2 separate regions of the Rattus norvegicus genome follow, and region 2 is linked to region 1. A link is a contact called in public Hi-C data. All regions are on one chromosome and are shown on one strand. The core of a region is the stretch at or near the end of the contact, and the rest is flanking DNA. Distances in the headings are between cores, read along the strand shown.

Region 1 (4,413 bases), core at 861-3,360:
TCCCTCCTCACCCACCAGCCTCAGTTCCTCTGTTCTGCTTTCTTCTCAGGCTGAATGAACTAACGGTGCCCACTGAGACCACCTCCGCTCTACAGTAGATCTTCTCCTTTCCTTCTCTCAGATCAGCAGATTTCTCCTCCCCCACCCACTCTCCATAGCAAACCAAGGAAATGTTTCTCTAATCTTAAAGGAGAGCATCCTCCCACCCTCCTCTTTGATTACTTCCCATGCTCCTGGCTTCATCCTGGCAGCAAAACTCTCCTGTAAGCACGCCTCCATTTGTCTCAAAGTCCTGTCCTCCAGTCCTGGCCTGGGAGTCTGCCAGGCTCCGGCCTCTCCCACTTAATGGGACCTGCTCTCAAGGCCACTGCTGCAATCTTTATGCCTTCCTCAGGGAACAACACTTCCATCTGCATTCCTTCAGACTCTTTGCTCTTTCCATCTCTTCCAAGTCAGCTGTCTAGAGCCCCAAGCCTCCCCACGCTCTCACGAGTACACTCTTCACTTCACCTCCCCAAGTCTCATCTGTCTACTCAGGTCTAAATGTTTGGGTCCTCATCCCCACTTTACAAACGAAATCCTAATGTCCGAAGTGGTGGTTTCAGAAGATAAGGCCTTTGGAGAGGTGACTAGATCCACCCTCCAGAATGAAATTAGTCCCTTATAACGGATGCTCTGAGAGCTCTCTTGCTTTTCTATAGCCCAGGAAAACAGCAAGTACATGCCATTTACAAACCAGAAAACATGTCTAATGGTAAGTTGGCCTCAGAATTCTCAGTCTCTACAATCAAAAGACATTAGGTTTTGATGCTTTTAAAACTACTAAGATATAACTGGTTTATGGACATCTGAACATTCTAACACTATTCCTTGGGGCTTGGTTTAACCTAGGGTTTGGAGGGGTCTCCTACCAGGGAACATTTAACATCATGAGGGGACGTTTTTGACCGTGGAACTGGAGAGGATAGGGATGGGGGACATAGACTAGCATCCATGAAGTAGAGGTCAGATACTGATAAAATTCTAGGAAATACAGTACAGTCTCTCACTACAAAAAAAAAAAAAAAAGTCATCTTAAGACAAAATGTAATCATCACATTGGTTAAGAAACACTGATTTAAACTGACCTCTTCTTGGCTCCTTTTTCCAATAACATTGATCTTTTTGTTCCCAGTACCTACAGCTTCCAAGACAATCTACAACGAAGTTATGCATTTCCTGAAGTCTCACCGAGCTATTGAGCTCAGCGCACTATTTTGCTTCCCTTATATTCCTGGAAGAGTGGCTGTCAATTAAGCCATTTTTTAATGTAAACAGGAAAACACTGCTTCACATGTTTCTGTACAGCATTACAGTAGGCACAGAGCAAACAAACAAAAAGTTAGACCTCCTTTAAACCCAAGGTGCTCTCACAACTTCAATAGTTATGTCTCCTTTTTCAGCATGCCACCATGTACACACCCTTCTCTCTGAAGCCTTCCCTCGCCATGGCTCCTGTTCTTCACACGCCTTCTCAGTTCCTAACGCACATCTCTACTATATAACTTAACACAGCTAATTGCTGACATCTGCCATTCCTTTATGTTGGGACCTCCTTAAACAGAAACATACATTAGGAGATATGAAACGTCTCCTCATGAAAATGAAATGATCAGGACGAACTCGTTAAGTTACCAAATTAGCAATAAAACTACTGCCATTTCAGTCTGCCCATGCCCAATAAGGTTGCCCCCACATTCCTCTTCCCCCTCTTCTTTCACACCAAGGCTAACACCTCCACGTGCAGAAGTGAAACGGCACCTGTGGCCTTGAGTACATCTGAGCTACCTGTTCATGCCTCTGTTTTAAAAGTCAGTTCAAAACAGTTTTTGTTTTGTTTTGAATTACATAGTGGTAATCTTCTCCACGAGAGGCGGTCGTGGGCATAACCTGCCTCCATGTAGTTGCTGCAGGTGACGAGGGCCAGGCCTAGGTTCCCTGAGCACAGAGGGAGATGACAACACCCGCCAGAACCCCATGGCCGTTCCTCCTGGATCTTACCTGGCTGTCCCACCTAGCTCAGCGATATCTTGCCGAACGTCGCACACCCAGACCCCGATTCCTTTCCTCAGCCTACTTCTCCAGTGGCTGAAACGCCCCGCGCGCGCTCTGCGTCATCATTTAGCGCCCGCGAACGATCACATGATGCTCGGGCCCGGGCCGCCGCCCCTCGGTCACGTGACGGGCTGGGAACCAGGACAGAAACCAGGGTCCGGGAAGCTGACTCTCTGCAACCCGGGACTCTAGGAGATCTCTGGAGCGCGAGAGGGGGACCCGGGTGTCCAGTTTACGCGGCCAGCATCGGACCGCTGGCAGGTGAGTCGGAGGCGGGCCTGCGGGTTCGAGGCCCTTTCCTTCCCCCGAGGGCCACGTCGGGTACTGGTCCCGGGAGCCACCAGGAAAACCTAGGGCTTGCAGGGTTGGGGTTGCATGCCTGACGTTCACCTATGCCTTCATGGAAACAACTCTTGCACGCTTCTTTGAAACTTTAGTGGTGAAGCTCAGCTACTTGGCCCATAGCTGAGCTTGTAAGTTTCAAGGAGCGGTGCCTTGCTAATGCGACTGATCTTTCACTTACTCTCCAGAAAATCAAGGAGTCACTGACGTGAGGGAGGACGAAAAGGTGTTAAAAGTCCTGTCACGCACTGTGAGTTTGTGCAAGTCGTTCCTCTACACCTTAGCTCCCCCCACACCCCAATCACCTGAGACATGGCGCCATAGCTGGCAGGTGATTCCACTGAGTCCTACTTCTTCTATGATAGGAAAATTAAAAGTTGAACTCATAAAAAAAAAAAAGTTGGACTCTTGATTTCTTTATAGACGAGGGATAGTGAAGGAGTTTTATTGCCTCCTTTCACAACCAGGGACACTTGCCTTAGGTCAGCTGTTCTCAACTTGTGGGTCCCTTGACCCCTTTGACAAATCTCTGTCTCCATAAACGTTTCCACTATGATTCTTAACAGTAGCCAAATTACAGTTACTAAGTAGCAACGAAAATAATTTTATGGTTGGGGTCACCACAACATGTATTATTAAAAGGTCAGAAAGGAAAGTTGTCTTAGATGTTGTTAAGAATTACTGAATCAGGGCTCGAGAGATAGCTCAACAACTAAGACTGTTCTTCCAGAGGCCCTGGGTTCAATTCCAAGTACCCATATGGTGATTCACAACTGTCGATAACTCTAGGTCCAGGGGACCCAACACGCTCAGACATAGATGCAGGCAAAACACCAATGGACATAAAATAAAAATAAATATAATTTTATGATCAAGCTTATTCCAGAACTTCTATGAGAGAGTATCCATTATGGGTTTGAGACTGCTTTCTTTAGGGATCTGAAGTTTTGTTAAAAAGATAAAAAAATAAATAAATAAAATCCATCTTCTTTTGTCATCTACACTTTAATTTACTAAAGAAATTTTGTTCTGCAATTTCTGAGTATCAGGATACCATTCTTGAAAACATGTTCCTTTGACAAGAGGTTCTTCCTATACAAAAAAATTAAGGTTCCATGCCATGGTCCTAAAGCTGCCACACTTTAACCTATAAAATATTATTAAGAAGGGAATTAAGATTTGTGCTTTCATTCCATGCCATTAACAATTCAGTTCAACCTAGAGTGAGAGTACTGCTGTTTGCACGTTTTCTTCCATTGTGTGAAAGCCAGCTCCAAAAGAATGATTCAATGTAACTTCTTCTAGAATGTTTTTTTAACCTCATTCAGGAAAGGCCAAACTTGCATTAGCCTTTATAAAATTTACTTCTCCACATCACACCTTGTAAAACTCACTGCTTTTGTCTTAAATAGCTACATGATTAGGCACCTGTAGTGATGGTCATTTGATTCTATGACTCTGGGCCAGTTTAGAAAATATTCTTATGAAATAAGTTACATGAAAAATGTAACTTGTCCTGGTTAGATCTACTATGTCACAGTGCAACTAGATGTGCTAATGTAACTGAAGTGGTTTATTCTTTCTATTATCTTGACATTAGTCTTCAAAAGTGTGGCAAGACTATTTTTGTGGCATGGTGATTTGGTTGAACACAATGAGGTACAGTGGTGACTGGTCTCCCCCTCTTCCTGGATGAGTGAGGAGATGATTGAATGTTGATGTCGGCATCCATGAGCATGTTCAGATGAGCTTCTGCTTCTGTTGAGGAGGATGCTGTGTTTGATTGTGGTCCGAGGCTTTGAAGCACTGCTTGGCATCTCCTTCCTTGGAGGTCTCACTGTTTAAACATAGCAGATTTGGTGGCTTGTTGGTGGGGTGGGGTCCAGCTTGTCTCCACTAGGTCATCTTCATTTGAATCCGGTGGTTATACGGTTTTGTTCTAGGGATATTTCATTTTTTTAATGGCGGTTTTAGCTG
Region 2 (4,179 bases), core at 483-2,982, 270 kb before region 1:
GAAAGGAGTCGGTGGGGCCCTCCGTGGCCCGGAGACAGGATGTCCGACTCACAAAGCGCAGACTGCGCAGCCGTCCTCGGCTAGGCGCTCTCCGGGAGAGCCCGGCCATCCTGTATCTAGTTGTACTCCTTCCTAATGTTGCAAGGAAAATTGCCGGCCTCAAACTAAAGCGAGTGGAAGCGAGCCACTGGAAGTTTTCCAACAGTCCGACGCTGGCCATAAGCCCTCCCAGGCCTAAGACCACCCCCTCCTAACACTTCCTGGGGTGGGCTGTATTCTGGTCCCAACCGGAGTTCAAGTCCAGAATCCCCCAGGTAGAAGCCCCACTCCGGTCTATGCAGAAACCATGCCGCGAACCTCCGGCAAAAAGATTGCCAGTTGCTCCAAGTCCCGAGGAAGGTACCCACTGCAGGGCGTCCTTCCAGGACAAGGGGGAGGAGGGGGATGAGAGCAGGGCAATGGCATGGCCCTGGAATCCATTGCAATTCCAAACTTAAATGGAACGCCAGGCGCCAAAGAACAGAACAGAGATAAAAGAACCGAACCCTGCACTTCCTCTAGGCCGCCGAACTTTCACCATTAACATCCACAGGAAACCCCTCAACCTCCAAAAAGACGAAGCTGACCAAAATACCCTCCTTATCCGACTCAATGCCCTTATCTGTTTTGCCAGAGCCAAGCGCTGGCGGGAGCGTGGTCCGGGTGGGTTGGAACTTAAGCACTTCTGTGGACTATCCAGACCCGCAACCTCCGCCCCAGGATGCTTACCTTGCAGCGCAGCTCGCGGCCGGTGTGGATGCACAGTGCCCGGGACACATGCTCGCGCTCAGCTAGGGGTAGCAGCAGGTAGTCGGCGATTCGGCTGGGCCCGGGTGCGCTCACACAGCTGCCGCCGGTCCCCTGCGCCGAGGGTGGAGGCTGAGGACTGCAGGGCGAGCCGGGGGGACTGAGGTAGTCAGGGGGATTCGAGCACTCAGAGAGGCGCGGACACTTGGCCGCCACGGCCGCCGCGTCGTCCGTGTCCAGCAGGCGTTTGGCCGGGGTGCCCCGGGCAGCCGGGAACAGTAGAGCCGGTCCGCGGGGCTGCGAGGCGCCGCTCAGGGCAAAACGCACGGGACCGACCCGCATCGCGGCCCTGGCCGGAGCGGCCCCGGCTTTGTAAATCCCTGGATCCGCGCTACGACTTCCAGTCCGCGGGATGGAGTCTGCAGATAGAGCTTGGATCGGTCCCCAAAAGGAGCAAAACGAGAGCAGTTCCAGGACGCTGATGTTGTACACGAGAACCACACTGGCCACGCGTCCAAGGGTGGGAGGCCGGCTAAGGTCCCCAGACCCCGGCAGGCACCAGGTCTGGACGCCTCGCTGGCGGTGGCGGCCGCTATTGTTGCCGAGACCGTGGATAGCCCGGGACGTGGAGGCCGCCCGAGTTCCCGGGTGCTGAGCCTGGAGGACAGATTCCGCAGGCTCGTTGGCTTCACCGAGCAAACGCACTTCCCAAAGCAATTAGTCTTGAGTAAAAGCCGGTGCAACTTTTCCGCGCCGCTCGGGATCCTGCGCGCTCCTGGGCTCCAGGCGTGTGAGCGAGCGAGACGCGCTTAGAGAGAGTGACTGAATATGAGTGTGTGCCGCACTGATCCCGGCCAGTGCACTCCTTCTCCTTTTCCTCCACCTCCTCCGCCTCCCGGTGACTCACGCTGTATACACACACACACACTCACAGCCCGGGCTGTGTAAACAGTTGGGAAGCCGGGTTGTGCAATGAGGTGGCAGCGACGACTCCGGCCCCGTCGCCCGGCTAGCAGTCACCGGAGCGGAGGGAGGAGACTTAGGGGGAGAGGAGGTGGAGTTGGAGGCTGGGACAGTAGGGGTGGCCGGAGGCCTGGAGATGCTCCCGACCGCGCGCGCCTAGGCGCAGGTGGGAACGTCCTGGGACGCCTTGGGCGCGCACACGCCCCCCTAGGTTGGGCTGGGCAGCAGGCTGCGCGCGCCCTACCGCAGGCCCGCGGGCTGGTAGCCCAGGGAGGAGGCGGAGGAAAAGCTCCCGTGACGTCAGGTTCCCGGGGAAGTGGGCGGGAGGGGCGGGGCAGCGGGGGCGAAACGACTGCGGATTGGTGCACGCGCATCATTCACACAACACAATGGATCCCGAGCTCCGGGCGTCCGCGCGCACCTCCAGGCTCCGCACCGGCAACTGGCTGCGACCCAGCGGTCACGCCTTTACCCTGGTGGGTTCCCCCCGCCGCTCTGCATTCTGGGGAGCTCCCGGTGGAGCTGTGGGCGCCGCCGAGTCGCGGCTGCAGCCGGAGGAAGGGGCGAGAGGAAAGGTGATGAATTCCATTATCAGTCATTCACCCCCACGCGGTAGTTCCGGGGAAGACCTGTGCGTGGTAGTGAATGTGGCTTTTTTTTTCCCCTCTTTTCCTGCCCCCTCCCAACTCTAATCCCCAGCGTCTGTTCGCTTCCACAAATAGAACCTTCTGTTGGATGAAATAAAAGCAAACACTGGGCCTTCTGCTCTGCCTCCACCTCCACGCCCCTCCCGCGCCTGCCGCCCGCCCGGATTGCACGGAAATAGCCTCTCCAAGCTCCTGGGCCGCCCCTTCGCGGTGACTCGCAGAAAGAGCTTCCTGAGCTCCGGCCGGTGGGAAACAAAGGATGTGGGGAACTGGCGGAAGGAGCCCACGTGGCTGGCGCCAGATTCCTGTCCCCTCCAGCCTGCATACGCGCCGGAGGGTCTAGGGCGCCAATGCGGCCGGGAGTATTAGATACTGAGCTACGGGTCATTCTATCCACTGCTTGGGATACTAGGTCGCGTGTATACGTTCATGCAGTTTTGAGTTGTGTAAACAGCTTGCAACCACATTTTGTGTTGCTGGGTTTTGTTTGTTTGGCTTTTTTTTTTTCTTTCTTCCTCTCCACTTCTTTCGCAAACCAGGTCAGTTTGGAGTCTGGATCCTCACGAAGCATAGAAACTATTATCAAAATCCTTTCTTGTATTTATGCTGAATAATTAATTTTCTAAAACCAGGTCAAGCCCAAAAATAAATCCTTTTCATTATTAATTCTCCAGCCATTCAACAAACGCTAATTAAGCATCTCCAAGGGTTAGGCGCTGGGGATTAGGAGACTTAAATTGAAACAGTAATGATAATTGGCATCAGTTGTGGCGTGAGGGGGCGGGGGGGGGGCAGGCTCCTTGTTCTCGGCACTTGTATTTGGTATGCACTTTAGTTTTTGCACTCACTTTATAGGGTTACATTTTGCTCCATTTGATTCAAAAACAAAAACAGAAGCCTAGAACCCTTAACCTCCTTGCTGTGATTCAAAGACTACCGGAAGCAGTCAAGCTCTCCAGCACTCTTATAAACTCAGAGGAGACCACAACTTGCCAAGAAAGGAACCGTTAAGGAGGCCTCCGTCAGATTATGAGAACTGACCAGAGGAGAGCTATCTATGAACAGCAGCTTGGCCAGGAGAGGGAGGGATGCACAGAAGGGCAGGGCACTCTCCCCGAAGGGAGAATCTTGACAGGTTGTGGGGATCGAGGGTGTTTAGGACATAGCGCTAGATGCTAAGGTTTTTCTACCTGGCAAGATTCTCTCCTGAGCTGCCGAGCTGCAAGCTGGGCTTGTCGCTGGATAATGAACCCAGTACTATTATGGGTATCTTAACCTGAATGCTGTAACTTCCCTTTAGCCTCTTCTGGGAGAGACAACACCACAGAGCACTGTTGCCATGAGCTGAACAGGGACCCTCTTCTATCCTGCTCAGCTCCCTGATGGCCTTCACAAACTCACTGGGCTTTTTTGCCCAGTATGACCAGTGGGAGGCTCTGGAAGACCATGAGCAGGTGGGAGGCAGAAGAGAGTTACCAGGATTCATCCTTCTCCCTGCTTGGGCATCCATCGATAGCAACCTCTCTGTGTGATGATTGTCTGGACAGCTGCACTCCTCTTAGAGACTAGATTTTTCTCCCTGGTTGCTGCAAGGGAATATCATTGCTGTGACTGAAAAGGGCCGAGCTGCCCCTCACGGGAGGTCCACATCCAATGACTGTATGGTGGAAGGATAAAGCCCAGTCCATTTGCTAGGACCTGGATTACCTCTGCATTCCCCGTTTCCAAGCTTCCAGCTGGAGGAACAGAAACCTTAGATTTCAGTAAGCCTAGCTATTCCTCC

Evidence for each region. Hi-C and Micro-C count contacts between places; a contact is called where the count stands out from the background.
Region 2: a contact with region 1 is called in a Hi-C map of frontal cortex, with 3 times the contacts expected there. The contact joins the promoter of Trib1 here to the promoter of Nsmce2 in region 1. A contact is called at or near these places in 1 of 12 Hi-C or Micro-C datasets (frontal cortex) and 1 of 1 datasets of contacts at active chromatin or transcription factors (oligodendrocytes).

The regions. Positions count from the first base shown.
Region 1 is chr7:92,823,331-92,827,743 of GRCr8, reverse strand. It overlaps Nsmce2 (NSE2/MMS21 homolog, SMC5-SMC6 complex SUMO ligase), which reads right to left and starts at 2,110. Exons shown (of 7, transcript NM_001024876.1): 1 at 2,041-2,110. It overlaps Washc5 (WASH complex subunit 5), which reads left to right and starts at 2,212. Exons shown (of 29, transcript NM_001398866.1): 1 at 2,212-2,355.
Region 2 is chr7:93,093,554-93,097,732 of GRCr8, reverse strand. It overlaps Trib1 (tribbles pseudokinase 1), which reads right to left and starts at 1,732. Exons shown (of 3, transcript NM_023985.1): 1 at 769-1,732. The coding sequence starts at 1,128. It overlaps LOC690120 (hypothetical protein LOC690120), which reads left to right and starts at 2,140. Exons shown (of 2, transcript NR_131067.1): 1 at 2,140-2,324; 2 at 2,472-3,062.